Linked DNA regions of Zea mays: regions 2 and 3 are each linked to region 1. A link is a contact called in public Hi-C data. All regions are on one chromosome and are shown on one strand. Each heading gives the region's core, a stretch centred on a gene start, on an enhancer-like site or on the middle of the called end of the contact. The rest is flanking DNA. Distances are from core to core; before and after follow the strand shown. Region 1 overlaps LOC100286129. Region 2 overlaps LOC103628657. Region 3 holds the start of LOC100217137 (RNA pseudouridine synthase 7).

Region 1 (3,829 bases), core at 41-2,540:
GCGCACTCCTCAAGGGTGTGCTTGATGGGCCCCTGGTGATAGGGGCACGGCTCCTTGAGCATCTTGTCGAAGAGGTTGGCACCTCCGGGGGGTTTCCGAGGGTTCTTGTACTCGGCGGTGGCGACAAGGTCCGCGTCGGCGGCGTCGCGTTTCGCTTGCGACTTCTTCTTGCCCTTCTTCTTGGCGCCGCGCTGAGTTGACGCCTCGGGGGCATCTTCCGGTGGGCGGCCCTAGGGCTGCTTGTCCTTCCGTAAGATAGCCTCGACCGCCTCCTGGCCAGAGGCGAACTTGGTGGCGATGTCCATCAGCTCGCTCGCCCTGGTGGGGGTCTTGCGACCCAGCTTGCTCACCAGGTCGCGGCAGGTGGTGCCGGCACAATTATATTTTTGTAGTTTCAATTTATTAGTATGTATGTATTTACAATATATATCATTTGCATAACACAATATTTATACTATCTATCCTTCGTATAACACAAATGGATATAAGCTCTAAAATGGTTAGAAGTTGGGCGTTAGGAGGGGAGGATGCAGGGTTCAAACCCCAAAACCCGTGCTATAAAAGACTGTATAACGAAGAAAAAACTATATTGCATCATGGGCTAAAAATGTCCGGTTTTCTTTTTATTGAGTACAGAGGGAGACATTGGCCCAAAAAACAGCCCATCAAACAGTTTTTTTTATCGAACAATTAGTAAAGAGGTGAGTGGTGGACTGGTGGTTATAGGCTTATAGCATGTCTTTCGGCTGTGTGAGCGCATTTTTTATGATTTTACGAGTCATTCTAGTCTTGATCACTCAAATTTGACCAAATTGTAGAGGATTTCAATATTTATGATACAAAACAGACATCATAGAAAAATATATTTTATGATAAATCTCGTGATGTCTTTTTAGTATCCTAGATTTGTATTTTTTTTTCTTCTTTACAAAATTTAATCAACAGACATGTGTTTGTACTTTTATCCTAGACGAAATACAGTGCCTTTGCACCGGTGGCCCGCCCAAAGTCGCCCGCCACTCATGTGAGGCCCACTTGTCGATCAACAAACGATTAACATGACACGTCGATCTATGGAGCGAGTCAGACAATCTTTGAACCCTGATGAACTATGTTCAATGATCAAAAGTACACATTTTTGGAGATTTTGACACTCCGGGCAGACTAGCGGCGTTCCACAACTAAAGTGTTGCGCCACCTTTATTAGTTATGGTACACGCTTCTCTGCGCTCGTTTCCAGATCATGCAAGGGACAGGATGTGGGCACAACGCAAGCACACCCACAAGAAAGGCAAAACACACACGACTGCCGCTCAGTGTTACAACTTACAAGCGTATCCCAGCCAGGTTATGTACTATGCACATTGCATTGAGCTACGGCATTATATGGAAACAACCAAACTGTTCGTTCCAATGCATCTATAGTCCTTCAGTATCGACGGCCACCACCAGTCGACAAAAGCACTCTAGTTGCTTTCTTACCCTTCTTCCCAGCGCCATTTGCTTTCTGCATCTCCGAGTTGTCAGCTGCAGTCACGGCTCTACTGGAAGATATGATGCTGGCAAATGATAATGCGGGTGTCGCTAACGGCCCTGCATAACACAAATATATCGTTACCGCCAGGAGTTCAATGGAAATCAGGTTTTAATACACTGCAAGTGTCCAAACTCCTAAACAGACCAGGTATCACGTACCTTGGTCTCTCGAGGTTTCACTTTGGCCATTTGCATCCCCAGTTCCGAGTCTTAAGGGAGGTGAGTCTTGAGCAGATGCAAAACCCAAGCGTGTTACATCAGAGAAAAGCTTCCTTTCACTCGCTGGTGGACTGGTGGACGGCCCAGCGTTGTTTCCCAGGGCTTCAGTGCAAAGAGACATCAAAATCAGCACCAACAAGAATGAACCAAATCTCAGATGTGCGTAATAAAGCAGATGAGAAAATGGGCAACAGACAAATGCAATCAGAAAACTGTGATATTAAGGATATCAAGAACAAGCAGGGACACCATCCGAAGTTCAGTAAATTTACCTTCAAAGTCATCCAGAGAGAACATGACATCGTTGTGACTTTGAGAGGAATTTGTATACTCAAATCGCATAGCTGATGCCTGAACAGCAGCAGCAACTTCCGCCTTCACTCTCTCACTTTCTTCCTACAAAACAGAGGAAACATGTGAAAAGGAGCCAGAACATGCCACACACAACTACATAAGCAACATGGAAAGCAAACCATGAAAACTCAATGGCTCTTGTATAATTGAATGATCTACTCATACTGTATTTGGATTCCAATTGCATCTAAATTTTCAGAAATGGCTTGGTCCAAATTAACCAATTAGGTAATCAATTTGTAGGTGATAAGCATTGTGAATTAGAGTTGCGAGTTATATTATGCCTGATGATTCTGCGTGCATCCTTGCTAGACATATACTAGGTTCCACGTGCCTCTTTAAAAATTGACTAGCTGTCAAAACCAGTTGTAAAAGGCTTCACCATCCCCCAATGGGATTCTTCCCATTCGATCCAGTTGCAGTCAATGATGCAAGTGGGGTGGCAGCGGTCAGCCCTCCCCACGTCCGCATGAGCTTCGAGAGCTTTTTCAGACACATGCAGAAGCTCAAGCAGCACCGAATGTTTCTGCAGGTTTATGTGGCAGCCTGCACAGCGCCGCATTGCTGATGCAACTTCACTCGTGTCCCCCTTGCCGCTGACTGCAAACGCAACCCACCCATGGCCAACGAAGTGGCCTCCTACCCCTTGTGTGGATGCTCATGTGCATGAAGGTCTTGGTTCTGGTCCGTGCAGAGCAGGTAGCCCGAGCCTCATTTTGTTCTGGCTGTCCAGGAGATCAGCCTGCCTAGTAGCCTTGGGTTTGGCAACGCCACAACCGCCATCCTGCTCCACCTGTGTCGTAGCCATGGATAACGACGAGCCGGCCAAGGCCATCCAACGATGGATGTGGTGCCGTACTATGAATGTCCAGAGGTGAAAAATTCTTGCAGATGAAAGTCGAGACGAGAACACGGTCCTTCTCAACAATTAGGCTCCACGGCTGCATTCGTGTTCCGGAGCGCACATGAGGATGGCAGCGCAGATGACGCCTCCAACAAGAACATCAACCCCGCGGCCACCGCTGCTATGGAGGATGACAGGAGGGAGCGCACACTGAGGCAGGGGAGGCCCGCACGCTTGAAGGAGGATTGTGTGTTCAGCGTCTAGGGGCAGATTGGCAGCTCCTCGGTTTTCCTCCTCCTTTCTGCCTTCGTAGATCGCAATAGCACGCTCCTTTAGCCCTGCGCATTCCCGCGACACCATTGGGCCAAGTGGACGATGGGCGTCGAGCCGCTCCTGTTTTACAGGCTCGTGGCACAGGTCTACGAGGGCTTGAGGCACAGTAGCCCAGTAGGTTAGCAGGTTTGGCCTGCGCTGCTTGCATTCCTAGTTGCAGTTGCCATGCTACTTTTGGGAAAGAACCAACAAATATAAGACAACCAAGCAATATAAGGAATAAGTTTTCCAAGTAGCGCCTCCAAGTCCCGGGTTCGATTCCCCTCGGGGGCAAATTTTCCGGCTTGGTTTAAAAAAATCCCCCCGTTGTACCCCATCCGCTCTCGGGCTACGATGTCCTGTGTGCCACCCTCCAGTTAGGCCATTGCAGAGTGGACGGTCGACATCGGCCCGTTAGTGATGGAGGGCAGGTTTCGGGGATTTTTCACAGCCGGGCCATTGTTTCGGTCTCTTCTTTGTATTATACCGGGAGGGCGGTCTTTCCTTCTGTCATAGACCTTCGGTCCATGGGGATAGCTGTCTTCTCCGGCGAGGTTATACCCC
Region 2 (4,061 bases), core at 1,246-3,745, 520 kb before region 1:
GCCTTGACGTGTGGGGAGGGGCTGCAGGGAAGCGACGAGAGGGGGGGTCAAATTTGCGCGTGCAATAGTGTTGCTATTGTGCAGTGCCTGATAAGAGGAGAGGAGAGAGGGCCTAGACGCATGGGAAGGAGTGTGCGGGGGCGGACGATCGCACCATGGCCGCGTAGGCCTGAGGCTAGGCGAGCAGCGCCTTGCCATAGCGCCAAGCGATGGCAAGGGGGAGGGGGGTAGGCAGAGAGCGAGGAAGAGAGGTGGGGTATACGAAGCTCTACCGTGCGGGTGGGACGAGCGCAATGTCGATGATGAGGGCAGAGCGTGAATGATTGTGTAGGGCTTGGCGCAGACAGGCGATGAGCGCGCGATCAGCGCTTCGGCGGACAGTGGCACAGCGACGCTCGGCTCCGGCTACGACGGCTCCGGGCGGGGCGGTTCTGCGCGAGGGGTGAGCGTGTGGTGAAGAGAGTTGGGCGGGGTGCTATTGTGGGGCAAGGTAGGGGGCGTCAGTTCCTAATTTCAGGGCGTTGTGGGCGAGTGCTGGTGCGCATGGAGTGGAGAGACCAGTTGGGAAGAGGTATAGTGGTAGTCGTGCGACTGACATGCAGGCACTAGGGGCAGCAGCGGCTAGCGCGCAGTGCGCTTGCGCGTCCGATGCGGGTGAGCGGGGCGGCTTCAGTTGCAGATGGGCCGCACAGAGGGGGTGTGCGCGCTTGTGGGCCGCTGGCAGGGCGTGGGCCGCGAGCGGAGGTGGATCGACCACGACCGTAGGGCTTGACCTCGTAGGGGGTGGGGAGGAGAGGGCGTAGGGTGGGCTATCGGGGAGTCCAGCGTGGCTGGGCCAAGATGGTCTAGGCGAGTCTTCCATCCCCTCTTTCCCTTTTCTTTTCTTTTACATAAACTCTCCTATCCAATTCCCAAACTCGAACACAAAACCTAAAACAAGATGAATGCACTTCAAACATATGTAGCAAGCAAAACAAAATGTGCGCTTGAACATGGTGCAACATCACACGACTTCCTTAGGGTTTTCTTGATACATGATTTCAAAATAAATCCCTCTATTACTTTGAAAGGAAAAGAAAAGAGCAAAAAGGAAGAGGAGAAAGAAGGCAACACATGAATTTGGTAGATATTAGAAAAAAATATTTATGCCCCCAAATTTAGGGTGTTACAAGACTGTGTTGTGATAAGAGGCATGACTTTCTACGATTACGAGGACATGATATGAATGAGGTAGTTGGGTCTTAGTTAGGGGTCCAAGGTTTGACAAATGTAACCTCTCTCTCCTCCCTTACACTATAAAAGGGAGGATAGTGTAACGTTTAAGGGAATCCCATGTTAGACATACACACTTTCTCCTATAGGGTTAGTTTGAGTCGATAGAGTTCACACTACACCAAGAGCAGGTATAAAGGTAGATTAGAACTACTAGGCTAGAACTTTCACCATAACTAAGAGATGTGGAGGAGCTAGGAGGTCTTGATGATCCGTTCTCCATCTTTATATTCATCAATCCATGAGTAGTAAGAGGATATACCCACATAACGACTTGAATCACTCAAAGTGCGTGTGGGCTAGTTCCCTGTCATACCTAGATTTAGCATGACTGGCGACCTACTACCTGATCTCTCTCTCTCTTTATAATACTTTACGTATCGCAATATTGTTTCGCAACAACAGCTACATACTTTATTCTCTACTTATATAAACGTTTTCTTGTTGCTTATCGTTCTTACTTAAATTTCTTCACTTAACCTGTTATTTTATTAAATACTATTTAGTGCAATTCAGTTTACTTCGATATTTGAGATTATTACAAGCCTGCTTTGATTTGATTTTACTTATGTTCTTGATGAACTTAGTAGTAAAATTCCATTCTTCTACGTTGAATTGAACATCATATACTTAAGTTGAGGTGAGTACATACATTCGTACCAGAAATTCGAATCCGGAACACTGTTTAGAAAGGTCTATATCCCGTATTGAAATCTAAATTGAAACATTGTAAAAATGATATTAGAATCCGATTTCATGCTAATCCTATCCGATTTTCCATCCCTACATTGATAGTAGATTGACATAATGACATGCATACTTGACCATTTTTACCACGTGGGCCGGCTGCAAGCCTTAAAAACTCAAAGAAAGAGCTGGAGTCCACTTGAGGAGATGGCCCGAGAAAAAATTGGGCCAAGCACAGGAGCGCAGAGGTACAAATTTCTTTTCCTTTGCGTCATGTCATCACGTCCAAGTCCTACACACTAGACAGCTGCCGGTACGTTACGACTCCATCTCCAGCTACAGCTCCAGCCAGCCATGGGGAGTAGCCAAGCAGGCAGCAGTAGGACAAATTCCATCACCGATCGACAGCAGCCAGGCTAGAAAGCACCCAGAGCGAGAACGGCATAGATGCCGGAATCTTGCATGGCAGAGTGCCCTACCCGCCCGCGCAAGGGAGGCTGCTGGGAGAGGATGGGATGGGATGGGCGCGGAGGAGAGGACGACTGGCCGGACCGGACGTCTCACGTCTGGATCTGGACGACACGCGCGCGCGGAGCTGGCCCTGGTGACCATAAGATTCTCGACGAGACGAGCAAGCAAAAGCACGCACGCACGCTAGCAAGCTGCACCTGCACTGCACGCCGGCCGCCGGCAAGCTAGCAAAGCTACTGCCATGCGCGTTGCCTTCCTTCCGTGGCCGGCAGCAGGGGACCGGGGACGGACGGACGGACAAATCAAAGGGAGGTGGCGCTGGCGCTGGCGCCGCAGTAGTGCAGGAAGGAAACGGACGAGAGGTGTGCTGCGGTCCCGTCGTCGTTCTTCACCGTGCCCTGCTGGTCTGGTCTTGCGTCGCCGTCGTCTGAGACTCGGGAAAACAGGAATAAAGCAACCACGGTGTATGTACACGTAGGTAGAGACAGAAAGGGTAGTGTGTGAGTGAGAGGGGAGATGGCTACAGTACAATACAAAGCAAAACATGCAGTGCAGTGCAGTGCAGGAGAGAGCGGGTGAGTGAGAGACATGCGAACCTTTCAGCTATAGCCTCCTCGGTTTGCAGAAGGGGAATCTGTGCAGGGGAGGGGGCCAACAGCAGGGCACAGTGCAGGCTGGGCAGTGCATGCTCAGGGACAGCATGCAACACCAAAACACACCAACCGAGAGATGGAAACAGGGAGAGGCGTGCGTGGCGTGATTGGGGGAGCTAGTGTTGCGTTGCATTGCATCCCCTCGTCACTGGCCGCCAAGCAATTGCCCCCTTTGATCCTCCTCTCGGAATTGTAATTCGCCTCTCGAGAATCCAACTCTCACTAATAGATAGAAACTCTATAAAAGAGGATGTGAACCTATTTATGCTGACGTTTTTTATAACCGTCAGTGCTATGAGCTAGTAGAAATATCAGTTTCCACAAACGATTAATTGAGAACCGTCAGTGAAAATCGATTTATATTAACGATCAACGTAGAAAAATCGAGAGTGAAAATCGATTTTCACTTGCTGTCGACGTAATAAAACCGACACTACTAATAATTTCTAGAAAAACATAAAATAAGTTTTTTTTTAAAATAACAAAAAATATTTTAAGTTGAGGAGTCCTGCTCGTCTCCATCGAAGTCATAAGTCACAATAATTTTCTGCAAAATTCACAGCTATGAGGCAGCTCGGAATTTAACCCACCACCAACCTCACCCTTGCGCAAAGCCTCCTCTACCACTCCACCTATGATGTGTCTTAGAACATGTATAGTGGTGTTTAATGTAGAGACTCTTAATATGTTTAAATAGGGTATTTGCAAAAAAAATCGTGGAACCGTCTCTCCGTGAAGAGACGTCTCTTGATCGTAACCCAAGTAGCAACAGACGCCTCACTTCCCACTATATGAATTCGTCGTTTGTTCTATTGATCCGATGCAGTATAAGCACATTTACTTCTGCATTTATTAATAGATTACATTTATTGACACTCCATTGTATAATATAGTCTCTTAGTTGTCTCTTGTGCTTGAAAAACCGTTTTGATGTCTCTCCACTGTACATTCCCTTTTGCTTAGATTACAGTTTTGTTG
Region 3 (4,048 bases), core at 929-3,428, 590 kb before region 1:
AAATGGAAAGCACTTGAGTTATGTATATAACATTCTGACTTCAATCAAACATACACTAATTAGCAATTAAGTATTTCTGTAGGTACTAAACTTAGCTCAATTGGCAGAAGGCGTGTGTGTACACACCACCTAAGTTCAGGTCCTCTTTGGTTAACACTTGGGGGGGCTATTTTCTTAATTCTTATAAGAACAATGATATTGCTTCCACCTAGGTATTCTAGTTTTCCCATAGTTACTTCTAAAATCCTTCATGATTACTTGATAAAGGCATCATCAAGTTGTATAACAAATTACTAGAAACAAAAGCTAAGATTCTACCAGTACAAATGCCCGAAAAAGCCCATCAGATATAATTTTAGGAGTACTGTATTGACTATTTACTAGCACATATAATTTGTGTTGCTACAAAACTTAATGCATTTTAGTTCAGGTGACATATTTAACAAACATATGACATATTGACAAATGCACTTGATTAGAAGAATAACAATAAGTAGGCAGGACAGGTGGCTCGTGCCGGTACATTATAAATATAAACCTACTGGAACAGAAGCTGGTTTGCAAATAGTTACGACATCAACTTCATTCTTAAGTATTGAAATATCACCCGCCAAGACAGGTGGCTCGTGCCTGGAAGAAAAAAACACCTTTAGAAAAAGACTTGAACTAAAAATTTGTAAATGAGAAAAAGACATGTGAATTATTTTTGTTAAGTCAGAACACAGAGGGTCTAGGTTCCTGTCTGCATGCCACAGGAAGTATCTGGTTAACTAGAGAACTACATGAAGGTAAAATGGCACACAAAGTTAAACTAAATGACATCATTAACTTAGAAGTCAAGGAATCAACAACAGTTCATCAGTATAACTAATATTTTATTGATATTCTAAAAATAATTCCAATAGAAAGAGCAAATTGAGACATTAACCAAAACATCTGTTACTTACCTGTTGATTCACTTGCCATTTTTATGATATAAGCATGTAAAGGATAATGTATCTGCAGAAAATTGTGAAGATTTATGCTGCTCCTAATCTTTGGAACATTTGTTTGTATGGAGTAATCTATGTTGAACTTATGAAGTGAAATTATCGAACACTTGTTTAGTGGGGGTAATAATTTCAAAATTGATCAAAGCAACTGACCTATGCAAGAAGTGGCTTATCTTTTGTGATGATTTCACAATATAGTCTGTGTGAACCATTTGCCCATCAACCTGAAGCCTCCCACACTTCACTGCATGAACCTAGCAATTTCACCTTTCACTTACATGCAGCAATGCATATGTTACTATGAATGAGCTCAAAATCTGAAGCACAAGGTTTAAATAAAAAGGAAGATGCACGGTTCAAGACGATGGGGTTCAATAAACAACAGAGACTTCATTCAGTAGCAAGCCTGTTATGGACATCTCTCTACAACTAGGACCTCCTGGCAGACAATGATATAACCACAATGGCGTGTAATGAAAAGAAACAGTATGGTACATGAAATTCAAAGGAAATAATGGCATCATACATAGTAATCGCGGGAACGCCCTTTGAACTCATCAGTGAAGAGGTCAACGATGGTCTTTCCAGCCCATCTGTTCTTCACCTGCAAACCAAATGGGAAATGAACAAGAAATTTTACAAAATGCTTCGATGGAGATACAAGAAATCCATCGAGAGCGTATCGACGACTACAACACCTGATGAACTCAATCCTAGCAGTTCAAAAAGGGAAACAGATACACCCTGTATCCTCACATAGTAAGCATGATAATCTATCTGGAGTCGAACAGGAAGACAAAGAAAATATAGTACTTTACAAGAGAAAAATAAGGTACAGGAACAAGCGGTCCGAAATTACATGGGAGATGAACTCGAAGTAGTAAGGCCTCACGTAGCGCCGACCTTCAGGGGGAACCCACCAATCGTCAGCACATGAGGGGTTTAGGGTTTTATTGCTGGGAACAAGCGTGCGTCGCGGTTCACTGGTTCAGCAATGAGGAGGAGAGGAGGTTGCGGTTACTTGCCGTTGCGGATGATGTAGTCGTGCGACTCGGGCGGGTTGGCCGGCGTCTGCCACACTATCCCCGCTCCCCCGGGCGGTGCTGCCATACCAGGCGAATCGGCGATGACACACTCCGGCGGCGGCGGTGGTGACACGACGGAATGGGGGAACAGAGGAAACTCTCCGCTTCAGCCAAGCCGAGCGTGCAAGGGACGGTGGGTTTGACTGCCAACTGCCATCAGTTGCTGCAAAGTGGGCCACGCCATACAGCCTCGCAGAATTTACTTTTTAGGTAAACCCATTTTTCAAATAGATACCTATTTTTCAAGAGAAATTAGTTTATTTTTCCTTGAGAAAATAGAAATCTCTTGTAAAAATAGAGTTGCCAAACCTTACTCTCTAGTCTCTCTAGAAAATTGGTTTAGCCGCACATTTCTGAAAAGTTAGCCATACATTCCTGAAAATCTGATTATAGTTGTGAGTTGTGATATTTTTGTGAGTTGATAATGGTATAAAAACTAAAATTTGTTTGGTTGAAACAGTTGTCGACTATAAACTCTATAAGAACATGATAACTTCTTATATGGATAACAAAAATCTAAAAAATCTAGGAAAGAAGGTGATTTTGAATTGAACTATAGAAATTTGTAAATTTTCAGAAATCTATTATGATGTTGTACTCATTTAGCTAGGTTCTAGATTTTTTTGCATCGAATCTAGTTCAGAAAAGGTTGAACGAATCTGGTTCAGAAAGCTAAACCAAACGCGTTCGTGGTTTAGCTTTCTGAACTAATTCGTTGTCAAAAATCTGAATCCCAACTAAATAGGTATAATTTTTGAAAATCTACAGATTCATCTAATTCAATTCAAAATCACCTTCTATCCTAGATTTTTTAGGTTTATATCATTCGTGTTACTAATCTATCATGTTCTCACATGATCTATAATTGATGGTTGTTTCAATCAGATGTATTTTAGTTTTCCCATAATCGTTAGCTCGTAGCAGTTTTATCACAACAATCAGATTTTCAAGAATCTACAGCTAAATCAGAGGTTCAGGGCACATTATGGCCTATTATAGCCTGAGCCATACCATACTTGAAAAAAATTAACAGATCCAGCCCAACTCTATCTGGCCCAATCGTCTCATGCCCACACCCTTCCTCCACGACTCCACACACTCGCTCTTAGCCGTTGTCCACACTGCACAGACTTCTTGTTCTATAATTTTATTAGTTGTGTACTAAATATTATACAGTCGGGTAAAGCTATACCTAAAAAAATTCATCCTCCGCCATTGAGCTAAATCAAACAGACTCTGAATCTTGTGTGCTATTATACCATTACAAAAGTTTAGTGATCAGATGTAACACTCGTCAGTTTGGTTTTCGCTCTTTATTTGGTCTTCACGGTGTCCCAACGCTATCCTCTCTCCATGTTGCATTACATTCTCATGCAGTCGTGCTCTTGCTAAACCCGAGCAACCGGCCCACTTTCCATCACCGTTGTCACCAAACTAGGAAAGACCTCGAGTTGTTGTATCGAGCTTGAGCACTATCGATTCAATTGCCTAGATGGATCACGACAATGACAAGAACTGCATCGTGTTGGTGAGCCTCACAACAATGGCAACGGAGAACAACTTAGGCACCGCTGCCTCTTCAAAATCCTCATAATTTTTCTCTTGAACCGTCCTGGTCTTGCAGCCAATGAATGTGGCTCCACCCGTGAGGGCATGACTATGTTCCCCCAAGGCTAAGTTATATTCCTCCTGTAGTGATGGGTCTAAAGTTGAGTCCTTGTCCCTCCATCACATTACCATTATCACGCGGATATCCCGATACACACCCATGTTTATGTGGTGCTCCTAGACAACATCTTCATGGATGTGCTGACGTGTGTTGCACTTCCTCCTCTCCCGACTCCTAGACAACATCTTCATGGATGTCAGATCCCTGCTATTGACCCTATTCTGACATGTGGGTCAAGTCTCCTAATGTCTGTGTCCGAGTCCTTTGGCCAAGTCCGAGTGACCTAGTTCGAGCCCAAGTCT

The links. A called contact is a pair of places that touch in the nucleus more often than the background predicts.
Region 2: a Hi-C map of ear shows a contact between it and region 1, with 4 times the contacts expected there. The contact joins two enhancer-like sites. A contact is called at or near these places in 2 of 25 Hi-C or Micro-C datasets (ear and tassel).
Region 3: a contact with region 1 is called in a Hi-C map of ear, with 4 times the contacts expected there. The contact joins the promoter of LOC100217137 here to the enhancer-like site in region 1. A contact is called at or near these places in 3 of 25 Hi-C or Micro-C datasets (ear, endosperm and tassel).

What each region holds. Positions count from the first base shown.
Region 1 is chr5:168,975,356-168,979,184 of Zm-B73-REFERENCE-NAM-5.0, forward strand. LOC100286129 reads right to left here. Exons shown (of 9, transcript NM_001159017.2): 7 at 2,028-2,151; 8 at 1,696-1,857; 9 at 1,176-1,593. The coding sequence ends at 1,430. Among protein-coding and RNA genes, the nearest start is that of LOC100286129, 9.1 kb to the right of the region's middle. Within about 2 kb of position 1,291, at least 14 of the 20 cell types and tissues checked have an H3K27ac peak or open chromatin away from gene starts, as enhancers often do. A contact at or near this core is called in ear and tassel, where this site is marked.
Region 2 is chr5:168,451,621-168,455,681 of Zm-B73-REFERENCE-NAM-5.0, forward strand. All of the region lies in intron 1 of LOC103628657, which reads right to left. Among protein-coding and RNA genes, the nearest start is that of LOC100217137, 69 kb to the left of the region's middle. Within about 2 kb of position 2,496, at least 16 of the 20 cell types and tissues checked have an H3K27ac peak or open chromatin away from gene starts, as enhancers often do. A contact at or near this core is called in ear and tassel, where this site is marked.
Region 3 is chr5:168,382,709-168,386,756 of Zm-B73-REFERENCE-NAM-5.0, forward strand. It overlaps LOC100217137 (RNA pseudouridine synthase 7), which reads right to left and starts at 2,179. Exons shown (of 12, transcript NM_001143505.1): 1 at 2,018-2,179; 2 at 1,852-1,895; 3 at 1,519-1,596; 4 at 1,146-1,246; 5 at 543-630. The coding sequence starts at 2,102.